Linked DNA regions of Danio rerio: region 1 is linked to region 2. The links are chromatin contacts, called in public Hi-C maps. All regions are on one chromosome and are shown on one strand. Each heading gives the region's core, a stretch centred on a gene start, on an enhancer-like site or on the middle of the called end of the contact. The rest is flanking DNA. Distances are from core to core; before and after follow the strand shown.

Region 1 (5,852 bases), core at 2,838-5,337, 67 kb before region 2:
CTGTCTCTCACACGATGAATCCAGTCCGCGCTGCGCTGCCGTTAGCCTCCTCCGACTGGTTAATGCTATCTCATCATTTAAAGTTACCATAACGTCTTCTTCTGTACCTCATTCTCCTGATCAAGGGTCTGTTTAAAGATGGTGTGTATGGAAAATGCCTCAATGAAGATGCCTCCTCTCCTCTTTCTCTCGCGTTTGCTAAATCCACTTGTCCACTCATTTTTGATCTATGACAGATATAACGTTACACTAAAGTCCGCTTAGTTTAGTGCGGGTTATTACAAAACTGACGTTTCCGCGCTTGACCAATTACAACATTCTGTTTAGTTAAAGAAAAAAAGGCAGTTTAAATATAATAATAATATTAATGTGTGATCGCGATTTTTTTGCTCAGAGGAAATACAGTTGTCTGAGCAATATAGTTTTTGCAGAGAGGGAGGCACCTATAATAAGGCTAAACATTATTAAATACCCACGAGACACTTGTGACTTTATATCACATTTCCATTATTTTTTAAAAATGTTTCCTTCCTGTTAAAAATAAATATATTTCCAATCTGATATGTAATGGGGAGAAAAAAAGTAGCACGAGTTTAGCTGATGGTGGATTCGAACCGAGTTTATAATTTATCGCGCCAAAAGACGAAACTGTGCGCCTTACAAGTGCGCCACTGCGGCTACAATATTTCATAGCTCTTCACTCATCATGTCTCTATCAATCAGGCATCGAGGGGCGTAAACCCTGAAAAGCTTATTCCAACTAGATGCGCTTTTTGCAATTAGCCAAAAAAAGACACTCCGAAATTGTCCTTTTTTTCTCTCCCCTCGCAGGGGCCCCTAGTGCGCACGGGCCCCTGGGCCTGTGCCCATAATGCCCATTGGTTAATCCGGCCCTGGCTAGAATGAAAGCAGTTTTTAATTTTTCAAACACCATTTTAAGGAAAAAAATTATTAGCCCCTTTAAGCTATATTTTTTCCGACTGTCAACAGAACAAACCATCATATAGTTAACCTAATTAACCTAGTTAAGCCTTTAAATGTCACTTTAAGCTGTATAGAAGTGTCTCGAAAAATATCTAGTCAAATATTATTTACTGTCATCATGGCAAAGATAAAATAAACCAGCTATTAGAGATGAGTTATTAAAACTATTATGATTAGAAATGGGTTGAAAAAATCTGTTCTCCATTAAACAGAAATTAGGGATAAAAAAAACAGGGTGGCAAATAATTGAGGGGGGCTAATAATTCTGACTTCAACATATCAAGAGCCACTGGACTCACAAAATCCTGGAGGGACTGAATAAGGTGTCGATGGAGATGCTCGACGCTCTTTCTGCCACCACACATGAGATGTGATTATTTACAGTCTTGTCTTGTGGCATATACAGTCCTCCTCCTTCACTGCTTGAGACTATATTTACATGTGAGCACTTGAGCCTGCAGTCATCTGCCCACCCAGGAAAAACAAAACTGAGAAAGTCTGATGCTTTCTGATAAGCTCACACTTGGAAAGTGTCCCGGAATCATTGTTTCCTGCTGATCCTTATAAACAGGGGCCATTATCTGCACACAGATGCTGGTTTTCACTTCAAACATCCTGTTTTCCTCTGTTTATGGTGACACGGAGAAGCGTCATGCCAAAGTCTACAGATACACAAAGACTGTTCCCTTGCATTACTATGAATGGGGAAAATTGCAATGCTCTGTTTGGCCACTACAGCAAATGCAAGCCCCGCCTTCCTGGTGAAAATAACCAATCATCAGCCTTTATACAGCTATTCAGTTTTGTGGGAAGGCGTCTGTACAGAATAGCTTGTTTGTTATGGCAAACGGTCATTTGGTTACTATTAAAACAGCCATGAAGAGGATTGGTATATTATATAACATATAACCCAACATATAACCCAACTATGTTATACTATATGGTATAACATATAACCCAACTATAGGTTATTACAGTACATTCCCAACTATGGGTTATTTTAATCCAAAGCATTGGGTTATTTTAACTAAATGTTATTTTTTTCCACACTGGTATGACTATTGCGACTAGTACTACTATTAATTTTATATTATGGTTGTGTAAATAAATAGTATGCAGTTTTCAAAACTATTAAAAATGCTTTATTTTCATTACATTTTAAGTTCCAGACACTTTAGAGCTTTACTCCGTTTAATATAGATGGATATAAAGAGCGCATTTGTATTATCAATAACTAAAAGTGTTGGTACAACGGATATAAAAAACACAGAGAGGTACATAAAAATAACAATATTATCGTGTTACAGATTAAATAAACATTACAATGTAAAAACAACATTACGTGCGCATATTAATACAGCTGCTCTGTGTCAGTTAAATCAGGTAAATGTTGAAATTCAACCTTTTTTAACCCAACTGGTTGAGTTATTAAATAAATAACCCAATAAAGGTTAAAAATAACCCAACAAAGCACCAAATATTTAACACAACTGGTTGAGTTATTAATTAAACAACCCAATAAAGGGTAAAAATAACTTAACAAAGCACCAAATACTTACCAAAACTGGTTGAGTTTTCATTAAAAAACTCAATAAAGGTTAAAACTAACCTAAACAAAGCACCAAATATTTAACACAACTGGTTGAGTTATTAATTAAATAACCCAGTAAGCAGGGATAACCAAACTTGTTCTTAAAGGGCCGGTGTCCTGCAGATTTTAGCTCCAACCTTAATCAAACACACCTGAACAAGCTTATCAAGGTCTTACTAGGTATACTTTAAACACCCAGGCAGGTGTGTTGAGGCAATTTGGAGCTAAACCCTGCAGGGACACCGGTCCTCCAGGACCGAGATTGGTGACCCCTGCAATAAAGGTTAAAAATAACCCAACAAAGCACCAAATATTTAACACAACTGGTTGAGTTATTAATTAAATAACCCAATTAAGGTTAAAAATAACCCAATAAAGCAACAAATATTTAACACAAATGGTTGAGTTATCAATTAAATAACCCAATAAAGGTTAAAAATAACCCAACAAAGCACCAAATATTTAACACAACTGGTTGAGATTTTAATCAATTAACTCAATAGAGCAGAGGTGGCCGACCCTGTTCCTGGAGAGCCACCTTTCTGCAGATTTCAGTTGCTACCCATATCAAACACACCTGAACCAATAATTAGGACCTGAACGTCACGTGATAATTACAGGCAGGTGTGTTTGATATGGGTAGCAACTGAAATCTGCAGGAAGGTGGCTCTCCAGGAACAGGGTTGGCCACCCCTGCAATAGAGGTTAAAAATAACCCAAACAAAGCACCAAATATTTAACACAACTGGTTGAGTTATTAAATAAATAACCCATTAAAAGTTAAAAATAATCCAACAAAGCCCCAAATATTTTCAACTCAGCCATTGGGTCAAATAAATAACTCAAAGATTTTTAAAGTGTACATAATATTAAATTAAATTAAAGGTCAATATGATATTATTCAAGAAACATCTCATGGATGCATTTGGGACACATCATCAGTGATGTATCCTGGGATCATTCGGGGCTCTCAATATCATACACTCTCATACCAACATCATACACTCTCACCCATAAAATGACATACAGTTATCAGAATTTGCAAATAACTTTCATAATTTATACTCTGAAAGAAGGTAAAACACTGTCCCTTACAAAAAAAAAAAAAAAAAAACCACACAGCTCTGCTTACATGCAAGGGTGAACAAGCCCACACATTAGACCGTTTAATTGTTCTTCAGTGAATAAAATGTGGAATCTTTGTTTATACTGTCAGCATCCTGCTTCTCAGTTAAGAGTTTCAGAAATCCAATATATTTTAATATGAACTTAAGCTTTCTCAAACAATTTAATAAAAACTAAATTATCTGAGCTATATAGTGATTTTAGATGCAGTTCAAGCAGCAGAAGCAGAGCAGCCTGATCCACGATTGAAACAAAAACACAGTTTACACAGAGAGAGAGAGAGAGAGAGAGAGAGAGAGAGAGAGAGAGAGAGAGAGAGAGAGAGAGAGAGAACACTGTGGTCTTTGTTCTGCGGTGCACTTTCATTAGAGTGATCCAGAGGTTATGACCGACTCTGAGACACGAGCACAACATCACAAAGGCACTTGTAAAATAATGAAACACACCATTGAGCTGGCTGAAAAACAAATGCTGGAAATGAAATGTCAGGTCAAACAGCTTTACACAGAAGGAGGAAACCATATCTAACATGAACTCTCTGTGAAGGCACGATTTAACTAAAACACGAGATCCACATGACGGGGTGTGTAATGATGTCCACATGTTTGTTTGTGACATTCTCATCATACAACAACTGGGGTCCGTTCTTCATACTTCTCTTAAAGAAACAGTATGTCATCTTGGCCACTAGAGGGTGTGTATTCACAACAATTAAAAGCTAGTTTGATGATAGTGTGATTGATGAGGCTTTCACACCAGACATTGCATGCGCGACTAGTTTACGATATTCATGTGTAGTCGGATGCTTGAACATTTTGAGTGTACTTACTTCTTTCGCGCATCAAATCCACTATATGTATGCAACTTACTTTACAATGGATCAGCACCATGGAAGGGGCGTCTGTCTGCCTGCTGACTTTAGTATCATTGCAAAATGGCTAAAATGGATTTTAATGAGAGAGTAACTGCACTGTGTGCTTTAGGAAGGCTGAAAAATGGCGTAATATCGTTCATCAAGTCCTCCAGAAGCTGATCCTGGAAAAGGGCCACTTTTAGCAGTACTTCCGGCTATGGTTGCACTATACTGAAATTCAGTACCAATCTATACTGAAATTTTTAAAACCTCTACTAACAATGAGCACGCTCTTAAACCATTGGGTTTAACCATTGGGTCATTGTCATTGGGCTCATGTGTGTTTTAAAGCCGTGATTAATCAGCTAATTCCTCATATGTCAGCTTATAGACAAACCAGCTGATCGATGGGACTTTAAAATGCTCCAGTGCCCCTGTACCTGTGGTTACTAGGGATGGGAAGATTAACCGATATGTATCGATACGCAGTCATGCGCGTGCACGATGCGAGTGCATCGGTTGAGCAGCAGAGGATGAATGAAATTTTGGAAGCAAATCGAGATGCATCGGTTTTTGCGAGATGCATCGATTTTTCCGAGATACAGCTTATATTTTTAATATAGAATGTATTTTTTATTTATTAACAAGTGTTGTCAACCTGTTTTTGGCGCATAATTTAATCGACCTACATTAAGTAAGCCTTAGCAACGGATTTGCGGATGTGTACACTCACACTACAACTCAGTGTATCAGGTGTGCGGATGAAGCTAGTGGAGCGCCCTCAGAAAGCGCGAGAAGCAAAACAAACATTTTATTCCTCACTGAGTTTTAAATCTAAAGTATGGCAACATTATGGATTTAAGGATGGACGACATGACAGGACAGATGCAATTTGCAAAATGTGCCGCGCATCTGTAAAATACGCGGGCAGTATGACTAATCTGAAATCTCACTTGAAGCGACGCCACGGTGTTGTTGTGAAAGCATCTTCCAGTGTTTCTGCATCCCCGGCTTTCGCACTGCTTCAACCAGCTCCAAAAGTGGTGAGAAAAGCATTGCAAGTTTTTTTTTTCCATGCGCAACAGTTCTGCTCGCTCTACGCCAATAACGAATGCTATTGCATTGTTCATCTGCAAAGATATTCAGCCTAGTGTCACGGAGAACGAAGGTTTTAAACACCTCCTCCTGTTAATTTTTATTTAATTATAATAATAATAATATTAATAATAATAATGATAAAAATAATTGGGTGTCACGGTGGCACAGTGGGTAGTTTGACCACCTCACAGCAAGAAGACT
Region 2 (5,748 bases), core at 517-3,016:
TGTGGCGACCGCAGATTAATAAAGGGACTAAGCCAAAAAGAAAATGTATAAATAAACACCACGCAACAACATTTCATCAGTCCTCTCAACAAAAACAATCACATTCTTCCAATACCGCTCTCTTTATAATGCTTTAAAATTCCCCGAAAGACACAATTTTATTTAGTTTGAAGTCTTTTTGCAAATTATTCCATGTCCAAGGTGCACAATAAGAAAATGCAGTTTTACCCAGCTTGAGGTATATTTAAAAAGCAAACACTTGGAAGAGCATGACTAGTACTTCTCAGAGCTAAGACAAAGAAGAGTACAAAGATAAGCTGGAAGTTTACCTAACATAGCTTTATAGATAAAAGTGCGCCAGTGTTGTTTTCTGCATACAGCTATGTAATGTCCAGCCCACCATCTCAGATAAAATGCAATGATGAGTATGAGATGTTGCAGTTGAAATAAAATGTAGTGAAGTATGATATACAGCAGTAGTGCTCAACCCTGTTCCTGGAGATCGACCTTACTGCAAAGTTCAGCTCCAACCCTGATCAAACACACCTGAACCAATTAATTAGGACCTGAACAGCACTTGATAAATACAGGCAGGTGTGTTTGATATGGCTTGCACCTGAAATCTGCAGGAAGGTCGATCTCCAGGAACAGGGTTGGTCATGCCTGATATTGACCTTATTCTAAAATGCGGAAGTGCGCCTGTTTTCGCGATTGTCTTAGAACTTCCGATTCAGTCGCCTATGGGAGAACTGACTAGGAATAATAAACGGCAGAAAATGGCCAAACTACTTGCTCAACAAACAAATGTTTGCATGACTACACAGACCAAGTAGCATATTATAATAAGAAAATATTAAATTGCAACATCAAGCAGCGTAACGAGCAGTTGTTAACGTCAAAAAATGAATGGAAGTGAATGTGACCGGAAGTCGCGAGACAAAAAGATTCAAATGGCAGCGCCCGCTCGTCTGCTGAGAATAAGGTGAATACAGAATCAAGTCTTGTTAGAATAGAAGACGCCTCATGCATGTATAATACATCACCATTATCAAGCACAAACTAAAACATGCATGCTTTTTTATCTATTTATGCACTTTTAGTCTACACAGAGTGATGTTCACATGTTTCCAAAAGAAAGAACAGCATATTTTAACAGGCCGCTAATAAAGAAACGCCTGAAGATGAAACCCGCTCGTGTGTTCTCCAGCTGAGGATCGGTCTGTTCTCTGTCCAGCTGGCCACCGGAAGAACATTTGAGCACAGCTAAAAATCTGAGCATTCACTACGAAAACTTGCTTACCTTATTCGACCCGCAAAGCACCTGCTGTAGTTTGTCTGAAATGTGATATTTCTGGGATGATGAATAAAAAAAAGTATCCAAAAATATGCAAATTATGTGCAGCTCTGCGATTGGGATTGAAACACACAAGAGCTGTTTTTGAGGTGACACAGATCTGTGGTCGGACTCAAAACTAGACTACAAATGCAGAACTCCAAGCACTCCGAAAGAAGAACAAGTTCAAAAGCAAAACACGAACTACTGAAAAAAACAAAGTTCAAAACCACACTTGAGAACCGACTCTCGAAAGCAGCTGCTTGCAGGATGTTCACAGAATATAAAGCAAAAACATTTACCACATACTGTGACTGTCGCTGGATAAGACTGAAGGGCTTTATTTTATAAAAACAACCCTCCTGGATGTGCTTTATCTTGCTTATTGCATGGCTACTTGCCACAAAACATAAACATTAGATACAAAATATTGTTCTGAGCAGTAATAGTTCATTAATTCTTTAATTAAACACAAAAGCAGACAGAAACTAAACCAACTGAATAGAGCATATACTAACCTACAGATTATTCAGCCACACAATGGCACCAAACAGTCAAAAACACAAAGCTGACATAAACAAAACCTGCTGAATAGAGCATATACTAACCTACAAATTATTCAGTTACAAGATGGCAGCAAACTATCAAAAACGCAAAGCTGAAAGATACGAAATCTACTGAATGGAGCATATACTAACTTACGTATTTTTCAGTTACAAGATGGCACCAAACTGTCAAAAAATGCAAAGCAGGCAGAATAAAAACCAACTGAACGGAGCATATACTAACCTTCACATTATTCAATCACAAGAAGGTACCAGTCAAAAACGCAAAGCTGAAAGAAATTAAACCAACTTGAAGCATATACTAACCTTTGTGTTATTTAGTCATAAGATGAGGGCAAATAGTCAAAAACACAAAACTGACAGGACTGGTAACCAACTGAATGGAGCATATACTAACCCGCATATTATTTAGTCACAAAATGGCGGCAAATAGTCAAAAACACAAAACTGACAGGAACAAAACCAACTGAATGGAGCATATACTAACCTGCATATTATTTAGTCACAAAATGGCGGCAAATAGTCAAAAACACAAAGCTGAGAGGAACGGTAACCAACTGAATTGAGCATATACTAACATACATATTATTCAGTCACATTATGGCGGCAAATAGTCAAAAACACAAAGCTGACAGAAATGAAACCAACTGAATTAAGCATTTACTAAACTACGTTTAATTTAGTCACAAGATGGCAGCAAATAGTCAAAAACACAAAGCTGACAGGAACGAAAACAACTGAATGGAGCATATACTAACCTGCGTATTATTCAGTCACAAGATGGCATCAAACAGTCAAAGATGCAAAGCTGACAAAAACTAAATCAACTGAATGGAGCATTTACTAACCTTTGTATTATTCAGTAACAAAGATGGCGCCAAAAAGTAAAAAATGCAAAGCTGCCAGAAACGAAACCAACTAAATGGAGTATATACTAAATCGCCTGCTATTCAGTCACACCTATGTATTATTCAGTCACAAAGATGGCACCAAACAGTCAAAAACAAAGCAGACAGAAAAGAAACCTACTAAATGGAGCATATTCTAACCTACTTATTATTTAGTCACAAGATGGCATGTTAACCTCCATATTATTCAATCACAAGACAGCGGAAAACAGTCAAAAACTGAAAGTTAATCAACTGAATGGAGCATATACTAACCCATGTATTGTTTAGTCACAAGATGGCGGCAAACAGTCAAAAACGCAAAATTGACAGAAACAAAACTTCCCGAATGATGCTGTGTTATTTAGCAGTTGTTATCTTGAGATAACATACCTTGGAATGTTATGACTGACCAATCAGAATCAAGTATTCCAGCTGTATATTAAAAAAAATGTTTAATCAATTTATGCAAATCTTGCGATTTTTTATGTGAGTATTTATTTGTCAAAAATCAGACTTCCAGGTTTGGTACTGATGTCATATGACGCATTTCTGTGAGAATCCAGTCCCATTGTGATGCACAGTTTCAAATACAGTATAGGGAAATTAAATGGAACTAATTATTAAGTAAAATAATGACTATTGAAAATGAAAGTAAGTTAAACAAAATAAAATAAGAAACTAAATAAATGCAATAAATAAATAAATAAGAACAAAATGCACAATAGTCATTGAGTAAAATAATGAAAAATAAAGTAATTAAATTTGTAAAAAGGGTTGAATTTAGGAGAAAAAAAGTGTCAACAATAAGGTCAAAATTTCCATGTTTTATGTTCTACTGAGGTGGAAACAGGTCGGTCTGATACACTCCATAACAAACAACATAAATATTTCCATCAAAAACAATTAAATACATATATGAATTGTGTTCATTCATGTAACAGGAGTGTGATCTGAGCAATCCCTGACCCCTGTTGGTCATATCAGGCAACTACAGTAAGAAGAGAATAATGCATAAGGCAGGACTGCAAAATAAATTCACTCTATTCTTTAATCAATGGTTTGTCTAAAAACATGAAACCCAACTCCTATAAAAGTTTCTTCTTAATGCATTAAATTAAATTCCTTGACCATGAAATCATGAGAATTTAAAAGCACAAAAGTGTAGGTGAATAGGTTTAAAAAATCATCTAAATTTATCTCTGACAAATCAATATTGGTAAAGCATGAATTATAATACCTTGAACATTTCAAAAATACTCAAAAAATTCAGAATGACAGATCCACATTATGTGTTTAACATTATTATATACAGAACTGAACACCAAAGCAGCCAAAGTGAATGAGTGTGTGTGTTTGTGTAATACCTGTCCTCACGTGTGTTGGGGCTCAGGTAGCGTGTGGACTCTTCCTCATGGCTGCTCTGCAGGCTGCTCTGCTGGCTGCTGGAAACACACAAATCCAACATAAGAAACACACACACACGCAGATGTCCACTTATACTGATAATGATCAAATAAATGTACACATAAAAATGCATGTACACTCAATATTTTGCTAAGTCTTTAAAATAAAATATTAAAAATAAACCGAATCAGTACAATTCTTGAGTTTTTTTTTTGTTTGAAAACTTAAATTGCTTTACTTCAATTTGTAAAAACAAAGCTAACTTAATCAATTTGTTTTGGGACAACATGAAGAAATTTTGTGAAACCTAGCATTTTTATAATGTACACAGTAAATAAATGCTGGCTTCCACACAATCAATTTGTGTTGGCACAACATGAAGGAATTAAGTCAACTTACTAGCATTTAAGTGTACAATTTTGAGTAGATTGAACATAAACAATTAAGTTTATATTTTTGCTACTTCTTTAAACTAATATATTAAAATGAGCTGAATCAACACAATTCTTGAGTTTTTTAGACAACTTAGTTGTTTAATGTTCAGCCTTCTTCAATTTGTAAAAACAAAACTAACAATCAATTTTTGTTGGGACAGCATTGAATGGAATTGTGTGAAACCTAGCATTTTTTACAGTGTACACGTGTAAACTAAAAACAAAGTTGGCTTCCACACAATCGATTTGTGTTGGGAAAGAATTAAGTAAGCTTTTCAGTTTTTAAGTTTACAAATTTGAGCAGATTGAACATAAACAATTAAATTATCGACAAAAAACTAAAGAATTGTGTTAATTCAGCTCATTTTTAAATATACTAGTTTGAGCAAACAACAAACACCTTTGCTTGAGTGCATATTGTTAAAATCTAAATTATTAGCCTTCCTGTAAACGATAAATTAATTCAAATAATAACTTTAATAATATTGACTAAGGCTGCACGGTACTGGCAAAAACAGTTGAAGTATAAACTATACAGTTGAAGTCAGAATTATTAGCCCCCCTTGGATTTTTTTTTCTTTTTTAAATATTTCCCAAATGATGTTTAACAGAGCAAGGACATTTTCACAGTATGTCTGATAATATTTTTGCTTTTGGAGAAAGACTTATTTGTTTTATTTTGGCTAGAATAAAAGCAGTTTTTAATTTTTTAAACACCATTTTAAGGACCATATTATTAGCCCCTTTAAGCAAATTTTGTTTTTCAATAGTCTACAGAACAAACCATCATTGTACAATAACTTACCTAATTACCCTAACCTGCCTAGTTAACCTAATAAACCTAGTTAAACCTTAAAATGTCCCTTTAAGCTGTATAGAAATGTCTTGAATATTATCTAGTAACATATTATTTACTGTCATCATGGCAAATATAAAACAAATCAGTTATTAGAAATGAGTTATTAAAACTATTATGATTACAAATGTGTTGAAATGTGTTGTTTCTCGGTTAAACAGAAATTGGGGGAAAAAATAAACAGGGGGGCTAATAATTCTGACTTCAACTATGTATGTATGTATGTATGTATATATATATATATATATATATATATATATATATA

The links. Hi-C and Micro-C count contacts between places; a contact is called where the count stands out from the background.
Region 1: a Hi-C map of an unstated tissue shows a contact between it and region 2, with 7 times the contacts expected there. The contact joins two enhancer-like sites. A contact is called at or near these places in 3 of 18 Hi-C or Micro-C datasets (caudal fin, hematopoietic stem cells and an unstated tissue).

Annotation. Positions count from the first base shown.
Region 1 is chr10:45,468,211-45,474,062 of GRCz12tu, reverse strand. All of the region lies in intron 4 of gramd1ba (GRAM domain containing 1Ba), which reads right to left. Among named protein-coding and RNA genes, the nearest start is that of git2b, 38 kb to the left of the region's middle. Within about 2 kb of position 4,087, at least 9 of the 62 cell types and tissues checked have an H3K27ac peak or open chromatin away from gene starts, as enhancers often do.
Region 2 is chr10:45,398,624-45,404,371 of GRCz12tu, reverse strand. It overlaps gramd1ba (GRAM domain containing 1Ba), which reads right to left. Exons shown (of 21, transcript XR_012386543.1): 2 at 4,154-4,231. Among named protein-coding and RNA genes, the nearest start is that of gramd1ba, 67 kb to the right of the region's middle. Within about 2 kb of position 1,766, at least 3 of the 62 cell types and tissues checked have an H3K27ac peak or open chromatin away from gene starts, as enhancers often do.